2 separate regions of the Astyanax mexicanus genome follow, and region 1 is linked to region 2. A link is a contact called in public Hi-C data. All regions are on one chromosome and are shown on one strand. Each heading gives the region's core, a stretch centred on a gene start, on an enhancer-like site or on the middle of the called end of the contact. The rest is flanking DNA. Distances are from core to core; before and after follow the strand shown. Region 1 holds the start of snx14 (sorting nexin 14). Region 2 holds the start of rngtt (RNA guanylyltransferase and 5'-phosphatase).

What was found. Hi-C and Micro-C count contacts between places; a contact is called where the count stands out from the background.
Region 1: a contact with region 2 is called in a Hi-C map of muscle, with 6 times the contacts expected there. The contact joins the promoter of snx14 here to the promoter of rngtt in region 2. A contact is called at or near these places in 2 of 3 Hi-C or Micro-C datasets (both in muscle).

What each region holds. Positions count from the first base shown.
Region 1 is chr1:50,133,966-50,139,599 of AstMex3_surface, forward strand. It overlaps snx14 (sorting nexin 14), which reads left to right and starts at 1,395. Exons shown (of 30, transcript XM_049479513.1): 1 at 1,395-1,574; 2 at 3,084-3,220. The coding sequence starts at 3,084.
Region 2 is chr1:49,823,122-49,829,137 of AstMex3_surface, forward strand. It overlaps rngtt (RNA guanylyltransferase and 5'-phosphatase), which reads left to right and starts at 3,028. Exons shown (of 16, transcript XM_022662454.2): 1 at 3,028-3,378. The coding sequence starts at 3,315.

The DNA.
Region 1 (5,634 bases), core at 145-2,644, 310 kb after region 2:
ATGCACTCTACAGATAAATATTCAATAATTAAACAGACACTGATACCCTGCTGTAGGCTCTGGAGTAAACTGGGATGTATGGGTGTGATCAGGTATGAGAAGGATTTTGGACTCTTCAAAATAAGGGTCCTGCACTGCTCTCACTGCACGGGGAGACTAGAGTCAAACCTAAATTATTATTTTAAAACTACGGAGTCCCTAATGTGACATCCTGTTAATAAAAAAATAAATAATGCGTGGCCACGACTTATGAAAGCGTGGGATATGGCATCCTAAGGAGTGGCCACGACTTATTAAGGCATGGGCACGAGATCCTAATGCTTGGGAATGAGATAATTAATGCATGCTAATGAGATAATAAAGTCGTAGTTAGAAAACACTATAGCTTGCTTTTCTGTAAATGAATGCCCACGAAGAAGACTGAATATTACATCAAAGCTCCGATTCAAGGATAATCTTTTGTAAGCAATTATGGAGAGTGAATTGGTTTCTTTTAATTTTCATCTGGGAGGGAATTATGGAGATATGCTGGAGTCTCTTGCAGTGAGACATGTCATAATTATAAAAATAAAAATATTCTACTCAACCAGAATAAAACATATACACTATATATGTTTTAACTAGCTCTTGACCGGCATAGGGTGTGGTTTCTCTGGATGACCAGAAAGGTACTATTCCATTATGATACCAGAAATCTGAGGTAAAGCCTGATACCACAATACAGTACTGAGTATGACTGAAGACTAAAACTAAAAATTTAATGTTTACTGTATTAAATCAGAACTATTTATATTGTACAAAATAAATCTGTAAATCATTGTAAGGAAGTCAGTTTTCGACTAGAGCTAGCTGATTTTTTTTTTAAAATGTGACAAAAAAGTTTGCCACAACCAGAGAGAACCTCTAGAGAGGAGAATTGCCACTTAAGAATCTTATGCTAGTTTGACCCATAGACACTTATACGTATATGATGTCTATGGTTTGACCACCAGAGATCAGTTCAGAGTGGGTTCAAGTGGAAAAGCTTAACAGAATCAGATTTTATAAGGGTTCAATAATGTTTTTCTTAAGTTTTCTTAAGTCAGTAGCAGTAAGACCAGTGTCTTTTCTGCCTAAAACCAGTTTGATGTAGAAAAATGGAAATAAACATTTTTTTTTTTTTTTTTTACCTTTTTAGTACTTCATTGTACTTTTCAAAAATAAAGGAATATCGAGAACAAGTGTTCACTTTAGTTAATTTTTTTATTTGTGTTTTAGCCGTTTAGCTGTATTTACACCCATTCATTCATTACTCTTTCTCGGGCTCCCTCTAGCGGTGATTTACTGATATAACAGAGGGGAGAGACAGGAAGTGGGCAGACTGGTCATTATCCTCTAGTTATATTCGGAGCTCCGGGACTCTTATTTTAAAATGTAGTCTCTCTAATCTGATAGGGAAATAAATAGTGAACTGTTGACATGTCGGAGAGACTGACATTACCAGTGTAAATATGAAGTAGTTTTAGAGAGGCGAGATTCTCCAGCCTTCGCTGAGTTAGGTCTAAATCACGGTTCCGGCCGAGGATCTCTTTAAGGTACTATAAATCTGCCTGATTACGAGTTAGTCTAACCTAGCCTAGTGTAGCTTAGTCTCTATCTGCAGGAAGATGATTAGCTGGACGAGCTGAGTTTAGCAGATTAGCTAAAGTTATCTGCTGTAGTTTCCACCTCGCTGTACTATAAACAACATGAAGCAGTTAGCTCGTTCCTACCTGTGTAGTGTAGAGTTTAGTGAGTTTGTACAGAGAAGGAGTTTTTAGACAGTTAAACTGGTTTGGTGTGGGTTGTTTATCCCAGTACACTGTAGAGCGTTTTAATAGCTGTCAGCTGACTGTTGTCTGACTCTTCACCCTGTAGTTAATGCTCCTGCTGGATCAGCCCTGTTTTAAAACCCTCACCAAATGAGTCTGCTTTACAAAAATATACTTTAAAGCTCATTATTCATATTAACATACTTTACATAGAAATTCTGGGGAATCTAAGGAAATACATAAAATTGAAAGAGATATTATTTGTTCAAGCAAACTTCAAAATTAAAGTCTGTAAACTGAAGAAATGGCTGAAATAACAAAAACGATGCAGAGCTTTCAGACCTCAAATAATGCAAAGAAAACCAGTTCATAATTATAAAGTTTTAATAGTTCAGAAATCAATATTTGGTGGAATAACCCTGTTTTTTAATCTCAGCAGTTTTCATGCATCTTGGCATGTTCTCCTCCACCAGTCTTACACACTGCTTTTGGATAACTTTATGCCTTTACTCCTGGTGCAAAAATTCAAGCAGTTCAGATTGTTTTGATGGCTTGTGATCATCCATCTTCCACTTGATTATATTCCAGAGGTTTTCAATTTGGCAAAATCAAAGAATACTGCTCAATAGTTCTTGGACACTCCCATGTTTTCTCCTTTATTTTTACTATTTAAGTTCTTTAAGACCAGACAATAATAAACAAAAATGGTGTAAAATCCAAGGTACAAAATGCAGTACAATTTGCAGTAAATTTCTATGACCTTTAAGGAAAAAAAAACAAACTAAAAACTATATATTAGAATAGTACTGTCTAAGCCTGTCTAATTTTATTAGTAATTCTTCTATTTTGCTGGGTTTATTAGGTATTATGGAACATAGCTGAAAGAAAATGTACTAAGTTATAATAATAATAGTTCTGAAGTGAGATGTACTTTTCTTACAAAAGTCAAATGATTAATTTTATTGTAATCAAACAAAATCTCTACAAGAAACACACCTGAACATTTCGTACATGTTCTAGAGCACAAATAATATAACCTGTACTCTTCTGTGTTCTGTAACTAACATGCCAGTAAATGTACTGGCAATCACAAAGATGCTATTGTTTTACCTGAACACGTGCACCATGTATTTTTTAAAGCTATGTTTCATATTTAAAAACATTGGTATTGTGTGTCCTGACTGTTTAGTATATGTGTTTAGTACTTGTAGATGTGGAATAATGTCTCTCCACTAGAAGCTGAAGCAGTGATACAGTGATCTGTGTGAGCATCTTTGTTGTTTTCTTCGGCAGATGGCAGATGTTAAAAGATTATTGGCGACCCTCAGAAGAGGGTTTAGGATTGACGTGCTTATGGAAGTTGCCAGGCAGTATCCTTTTATATGCTTTTTGCTGATGTCCATGCTGTCATCAACCATAATCCTCACCAGGTGAGTAGAGTACTGTGATTAGTTAAACTAACTCAAGAAAAGCTGCATTGCATTAGCAAGTGTTGGCAGTTGTTTGGCTGAAGTTAATTTCTCTGTCAGACTAAGAAGATTGCACCTAGTCTGCTATGCTTTTTTGAGTAAAATTGTCTCATCCAACACAAAATGCTTTAGAATTTCTGTTTCCTAATAATCAAAACGATCTTAAATATATCCTCCACATACTGCAATATTTTGTCCTCTTTTTTTTCTTAACTCTGCTTAATTAGCTTTAGTTTTATTTTCTTAGTACTCTATTATCAAATTTGCCTTGAATTTTTACTGTGCCTACCATGTTTGGAATTCATGCTTCAAACAAGGAAATATTGCAGTTATTTGGAATCCTGGTGCTGTAAATGTACAGTCATATACAAAAGTTTAAGCATCCATGTTCCACTGATCCTGTTTTTCTTTTTCACATTTACACAGCCTAAATTACTTTTTTTTTACTTACTTTACCGTTAAAAAAGAAACTAAATGAGAAAGAAATTAAATGGGGACTGTTCAGCGTTTCATGTAGAAGATTTATTTACTTATTGTCATTTATAATTTAAACAAAATGTAGGTTCCTTAATTGTTTGTAGTCCTGTAATATATAGTAGGCTCTCAAGAAAAATAATTGTTAACAAAAAAAAATAATGTTCCAACAATGATTATATTTCAAGATTCAAGATTCAAGATTCAAGATTTTTATTGTCACGTCACAGAGTACAGGTGTACATGTGAGTGAAAAACTTGGGTGCAGATTCCCACCAATGCGCAAAGAATAATATTTACAAGAGAGTAATAAAATAATATAAAATATATAAAAATAGGACATACAGATAACTTACAGTATAAACACTATTTACAATACACTTAATTACAATAAACATGATAACTTACACTATAGACAAATATTATTAGAACAGATATGCACAGATGTAGATATGCGGATAGTGTGGAAGTAGTCAGTATGTGACAGTATAGCTATGAGTAAGTGCAGGTAAGGAATGAGTTGAGTGGGGAGTGCAGGGGGCAGAATGCTGTATAATATGGGAAAGTCTGATAGATGCAGTGTAAAGTAAAGTGCAGGGTGCAGAGTTTGTATGGGTTTCAGTGGGGTGGGTTGGGCAGAACACCGTTCTACTGGCTGTTCCACAGCCTGGTTGCTTGGGGGAAGAAGCTGTCTCGGAACCGGCTGGTTCTGGTCTTCAAGCTTCTGAGCCTCCTTCCACTCGGCAGCTGTGAGAACAGGGAATGGCTTGGATGGAACGGGTCCTTCATGATCTTTTTGGATTTCCTCAGGCAGCGGTTGGTGTATAAATCCAAAAGGTTTGGGAGCTCAACCCCAGTGATGTACTGCGCTGTGCGCACAACCCTCTGCAGGGATTTCCGCTCCAGAGCAGTACAGTTCCCATACCAGGTGGTGATGCTGCCCGTCAGAATGCTTTCCACAGTGCAGGTGTAGAAAGTCCTGAGGATGCTGGGGTTCAGACCAAACCTCCTCAGCCGTCTGAGGAAGTACAGGCGTTGTTGTGCCTTCTTCACCACCCGTGTGGTGTGTTCTGTCCATGTCAGATCCTCGCTGATGTGAACACCCAGAAACTTGAAGCTGCTGACCCTCTCCACCGCAGTCCCGTTGATGGAGATCGACGAGTATGCTTTCTCCTGCTTCCTGAAGTCCACGATCAGCTCCTTGGTCTTGCTGACGTTTAGAGAGAGGTTATTCTCCTGGCACCAGTTTTCCAGGATGTTAACCTCCTCTCTGTAGGCCGATTCGTCGTTGTTTGAGATCAGGCCAACAATTGTTGTGTCGTCAGCAAATTTGATGATGACATTGGAGCTGTGTCTGGCTGTGCAGTCGTGGGTGTACAGGGAGTACAGGAGCGGGCTGAGCACACAGCCCTGGGGCGCTCCGATGTTGAGGGTCAGTGAGGAGGATGTGATGTTGCCCATCCTCACCACCTGCTGTCGGTCTGACAGGAAGTTCAGGATCCAGCTGCACAGTGTGCTGTTCAGACCCAGATCCCGGAGCTTGACGTCGAGCCTCGAGGGAACGATGGTGTTGAATGCTGAACTGTAGTCCACAAACAGCATTCTCACATACGTGTCCTTCTTGTCCAGGTGAGAGAGGGCAGTGTGCAGGGTCAGGGCGATCGCATCGTCAGTGGATCTGTTCTGCCTGTATGCAAACTGCAGTGGGTCCAGGGTGGCAGGCAGTGAGGAACAGATGATATCCCTAACCAGCCTCTCAAAGCATTTGCTTATGATGGAGGTTAGGGCAACAGGTCGCCAGTCATTCAGACAGGTGGTGTGGGCAGTCTTTGGAACTGGCACAATGGTGGCCAGTTTAAAGCAAGCTGGCACAACAGAGAGAGAGAGTGATGTATTATAAA
Region 2 (6,016 bases), core at 1,778-4,277:
TTGCAGTCTAATAATTCATGTATCTGAGAAAGTGGAGTGTTAGTAAATAAAGCAACAAAAAAGTGCTGTGAGGTGTGTGGACCCAAGATGGACAGAAAAACACAATTTACATGCATCCAGTGCAAGAAGTACAATGTTATTTAACAAAGGGAAAAGGGACACATTTTAACCCGTGTTGCTTATATTAGTTGCAACTGGGCTGAGTATTTTAACAAAAAAGTTTGATTACTTTTAAATAATTAGCAAATTTATCCTGCTTTACCGGAACATAAATGGGTCATACACCTGTTGCTGTGCTGATGCACATACCTGTGTCTAAACATGTACGGCAATTCTGCTGCTCCCTAAAAGAACATTTGTTTGTTACATTGTTGATACTGAAATAGTATCAACAATCTGATCAGCTTCTCTGTCCCTGCTGAAGAACCACAGCACCTTCTTCCACATGTTTGGTGTGTCCCCTATGTGGCTTGTGGTAAACTGCAAAAAAAAACTGTTTTTACGTATTTCTTTCAACAACGGTTTTCTTCTTAACACTTTTCCACAAAGGCCAGATTTGTGGAATGCCAGACTGTTGTCCGGTATACATATTCTCCCGTCTGAGTTTTTGAGAATGAGAATTTTTTCAGCCTATTGGCTGCTTCTCTGACTAGTGCTCTCCTTACTAGATCTGTCAGTTTAGGTGAATGGCCATGTCATGATAGGTTTGCATTTGTAGAACACATTTTCTATTTTGGGAATATGGATTGTACAGTGCTCCTTGGGATGTTTAAAGGGTATGATATGTTTAGATATCCTAACCCTGCTTCAAACTTCTCCACAACTTTATCTCTGACCTGTCTGGTGAGTGCATTATGATAAGTATTTTACGATGCTGTTTGTTCACCAGTGTTTTCTATAAAAAAAAAATAAAAAAAAAACACACTAAGGCCTTCACAAAACATGTGTATTTATACTGAGACTAAATTACACACAACTTAAGTGTGAACAAATTAAGTGACTTCTGAAGGCAGTTAATTGCACTGGATTTTATTTAGGGGTTTCAGAGAAAAGTGGACTGAATACTCTTAAACATCACATTTTTCTGATTTTTATTTGATTAAGATTTTGAAAACCATGTTTCATCGTCATTCCATTTCACAATTCACTATCACTTAAAAAACTCAGTGAAATACTTTTAATAAGTTTGTGGTAGTAAGGTGACAAAATGTTTAAAAAATGTTCAACGGGTATGAATACTTTTGCAAGCCACTGTAGATGCCAACAGGTTTCACATGAAATGGCAATGTGGTATGCGTCATACCAGTGAAAGTTGTGAATTGCACAATAGTTCCTCATTGGAAATCTTGACTCACAACTCCAGTATTATGCAATGTGCAGTAAAGTCTTTAGTCTGCGTATCAGCTGGGAACTTTCATTCTTTTCGAGAAAGTTTTTCTCTCAGTAATAGAATTTACACACCTCCAAAGATCAGATTTGGATTTTTTTTTGGTCCCAGACATGTTCCATGTTTTTTTTAAGCTAAATTTCTCTCTCAGTATAAGCTACTTGCTGTTTTCCACATCTTTTATTTTACTAACTGCGTTCAGTCAGAGACCTTGTTAATGGGGAGACTGCTGTATGAATGATATTTTGTCCTAACGCTAATCATGCTACCCTTTCATGGATAAAGTCCCAAGTCTCCCGGAAGTTGCGGGAGTCTACTGCATATCAACAACAGCTCGCAAGTCAGAAAATCTCTGTGAATCTAGAACAAGTGGCCCAAGAGTGAAAACAGACCTTTTTACCAAACTGAGCGTGTTAAAGAGAGGGAGAGTGAAAGAAAGGCGCTCCCCTCGTGCGCATATTTATGAAACACATGCAAAACAGAGAGTGTTCTGATTGGTCTGTTCTTTGCTAAGAGTCTGTGAGCCAGCCAATCAGTTTATAGTGTGTGGGCAGTGTTTTTTCCCCTCCTTTTTTCCCCTTATTTCACCTTTGCCTACTCCAGTATATCCATGTCTGGTAAAAGTATAAAAGAAGTAGAGAAGAAGTCTTGCCCGCTGTACAGTTTGTAATGGTGATTTCAGCATTGACTAAATGATTGCAAAAGGCATGTTGAAGTGAGTTAACGTGATATATAAAACAAATCTCAACCAAACCAATCTCAGGTAGGCCTGTCACAATAATTATATTTAAATAATTATTAGAAAATCACCTCGCATTTTATTTATGAACTTATTAATTTAGTCCCCTGTGTATACACCTGTCTGCCATTTCAAAGACCTCTACAAGCCTAAATTGGAAATGAAGCGCCCCCTGCTGGCCGCTTGCTGTCACTACATAAAGAGCTCTGCTGGAGGCAGGCTGTTTATTATAAAGCCTACAGCCTGTGCTGTACAGTTTATATTGACCCCTTCATAAGTCAAAATACAATGAGAAGCACAAACGTGTCAGCCACTAGGGGCATTAAACAACAACAGCAATAATAATAATAATAATAATAATAATAATAATAATAATAATAATAATAATAATAATAATAATAATTAAACTGGATTTAACCAGGATTTGAGGTTATAGAATATTTATATATGTATAATTTTACAATACTACAATTACTTATTTCAGTTTTAGTACGTTTGTTTCTCTTAAAGGGCATAGCAGCTTTGCACTTTGGATTTTGTATAATTTTCAGTTATTGTGGGACCTAAACTGCTTAAATAGCAAAAATAAAGATAAAAAAACTTTTGACCAGTACACGGTTCCACGTCAAATGACTTCTAACGGCATCAAAGAATGTTTTATGCTTATAAATGAATAAATAAGTTATTTGATTGTAATCGAATAAAATTGCGCGTTTCTGTATAACTACTTGTAATTACTCGTTACTTTAAACAGAGCATAACAGTAACAGAGCTTCAAAACAGAGCTTCAAAACATCCACAAGGAACCGAGTTCGAATCACTGTGTCGACTCCTAAATGTTTGACTCACCAGCTGATTCGATTCAATTTCGAGTCGCTGTTTCAGGCTGTTGCCCATTCACTACTTTGTAGTTTGTGTGACAGCTCTGTGAGCGGGCGCTGCGTGGATATTTGGTCATTTTTGGCTTCAGTCCGAAACCGAGGGGGACGTTTCTGTGAGCGGGGCCTGCGGGCTGAAGGGCTGAGACCGGGCGAGCGAGTCTGATTCAGAGGCCGAGGCAGCGAGCAGCGGGTCAGCCCGGGACCAGAAGCCCGCCTTGGAGGGCTCCACTCTGGGGGAGCCAGCGGCTGATGCTGCGCTAGTTCACTGTTCTGAACACAGTTTACTGGAAAACAACATCCAGAGACCATGTCACACACAGGACCACCCCCTCGATGGAGGAACTGCCCTAGGAGAGGACAACCTGTGGCTGGTGAGCTCCTGGAAAACGGGCAATTCAGCAGAAGGTCCAAGTTGGCGAGCTAGCGTATCATAGCTTAGCTACTTAGCTTAGCTTGAAAATCACTTTAGTTCAGCTGCCTAGCAACATAGCTTAGCAAGGCTAGCTAACCTGGCGCTTTAGCTACCTGCTAGGCTAGTAAACAATTAGCGCTTTCTAATTAATTAACTGAGCTAAAATAGCGGAGCACCTAGTTCGCTAACCTAGCGTTAGCTTAGTTAATCAGCGTGGGTCAGCAGCAGCTAGCATGCTAGGCTAAGCTAGTGTTACTGGTCCCAACTGTAAACAGAAAGCTAACCTTATAGCCTAGGAAGCTGGAGGGTCGCTTGCTAGCTAAGTAGCTTAGCTGCAAACTGCTAACTGCTGCTGGTGTTTCAGCATGTTTTGCCACCAGCTTGTAGCTAGCTGTCCAGCTAACTTTACGCAGTTGCCTAAAGCAAAACACGCAGTTCGGGCAGTACTGAATGGCTGCTGATTTATAAATTAAACTAGCAGAATGGTGTCATGGAAATAATTATATGGGACTGTGAACTGAAGAAGTCGAGTCTGCAGTAGTGGGCAGGATTAGTGCAAGTGAGCAGCGCAGCAGAAGCTTATCCTGTACACAGTTGTCTGAACGTCATTTGAGCCGCCGGAGTCGATGCTGTTCAGAGAGCACATCCAGAACACGACTCAGGGTTTCACTACCACTCTCCCACTCTCACATGTTTACACGACTTTTTGTTGTCCTTTTCACTTGTGGGTATAGCAAAGAAAGGGCCAAACAATGTAACCTAACATACTTCAGGGCTCCAGACTAACTTTTTCACAACCGGCCCAGACCTTTCCCCAACAGGGTTTGTACGGTCTTGAAAAGCCTGGAAAAAAGTCATGGAATTTAAAAATATTTGCAGTCCTGGATACGTTTTGGAAAATAAAAAATACCCAGATATTTGGTCTACAAGTCTGTGTGTGTTTTGTTACTGACAAAATTTTGAGCTATTTTCAGCTAAATACATAAGCACAGAGTTAATTCAGTAATTTAGCCCTACACAGTGGCGCTCTCAAGATCTGACACTCATTTTATCATTAAAAAATGTGTGTCAACATTATTTCAGTTAAGCCTACTGTTATTAATTTTAATTTTATTTTTTGGTTTTGTTGTCCATGTCTGCACTGATGTTTTAAAGTCATATGGTTATGAAAGGTTGACTTGAAGGCATGGACAATTCATGAAAAAAACATGGAAATGTATTGGTAAAAAGTTTTTGCCCCAAGCTTTCTAGCAGCAGTCCCAAACTGAAAATTGTCCTTCCAAAAATGCTTATTTTCTATCTTTTTTTAATCATCACTGTTGTACTTATTATAGCTTAATGTCATCAGTTGTTTGGACTGTCTTGACTGTATGTCCCTCCTCCCCTTGTTGATAGGCGAGACTTTATCTGTAAACAGACCCTATGCTAAGCATTAGGAAAACTCTGTCATATTTCAACCATTAAGCATTCTTTGCCTTCATTTGTGCTTCAGTACTGAAAATAAAGTACCACAATTTATTATGGCTATGTTCTAATTTTATGACAGTGTTGTCTGTTGTTAAAAAGAGCATAAACACAAAACACTAAAGGCAAACAATTTTCATTAGGTGCATCCAGGAGGCTGTAAAAAACAAAAACAAACAAAAAAAAACAACAACTTTTGAGCAAGGTTTTTGTTTTCACAAGGAAGTTTTGTTATTTACAAACTTTTAACTTTCAACACAGGTGCACAAACACCTCGTTTACTATATTCCATCCATTTATACATTTACATCTACATCATACATTTCATAATTTATGAATAAGCACCAAATGCCAGATGCTGCTGCACTGAGATTTAACTACATGCTTGCACTGGATACTTTATGCTCAGTAAGTAAACAAGTTTAAAATAAAGTGCGCACTGTACCCTGATTGGTAATGGTGTGCTTTAATACACACACAAGCCAAAAGGAACAACACATTTTGGATAATACAATATATATATAAATAATACAATATTTGACTTTGAAATGTAGTGGAGTGGGACCTAAAAAGTCAAAAGTGATGATGAATGTGGGATCTCTCAGTATGGGCCAGCTATATTTTGTGTGATGCTTGCTTGCCATATATGTAAGCACTGTGTGCACTCACTGTTCACTCTGTTGAATCCATTTACACACCTGCTCTACCTTGTAGAATTAAAGTAAAAGGTAGGAGCTCCTCTCTAGCTGCATGGTTTGTGTTGGTCACAGGTTGTCTTTTGTCAGTGGTCACAGGACTGAGTTGGCTTTTCTCAGTATAGTGGTGACACTGAGGTGTGTAAAAAGTCCAGCAGCACTACTGTTTCAGATTCACTAGTACCAGCACAAAACACTGTATCTTACCACCACCATATCAGTGTCACTGCAGTGCTGAGGTAGCCCACCAGCCAAATAATGCCTCCTCTGTGATGGTCCTCTGGGGTCCTGACCATTTGAAGAACAGGGTGAAAGGAGCAGAATAAAGCATGCTGAGAAACTAAAGGACTACAGTTTGAAGTTATAGAATTATATATACTTACTATATATTCTCAGTGGAGCTGATTGAATGTAGGAACAATGAGGTGTTGTAATCAG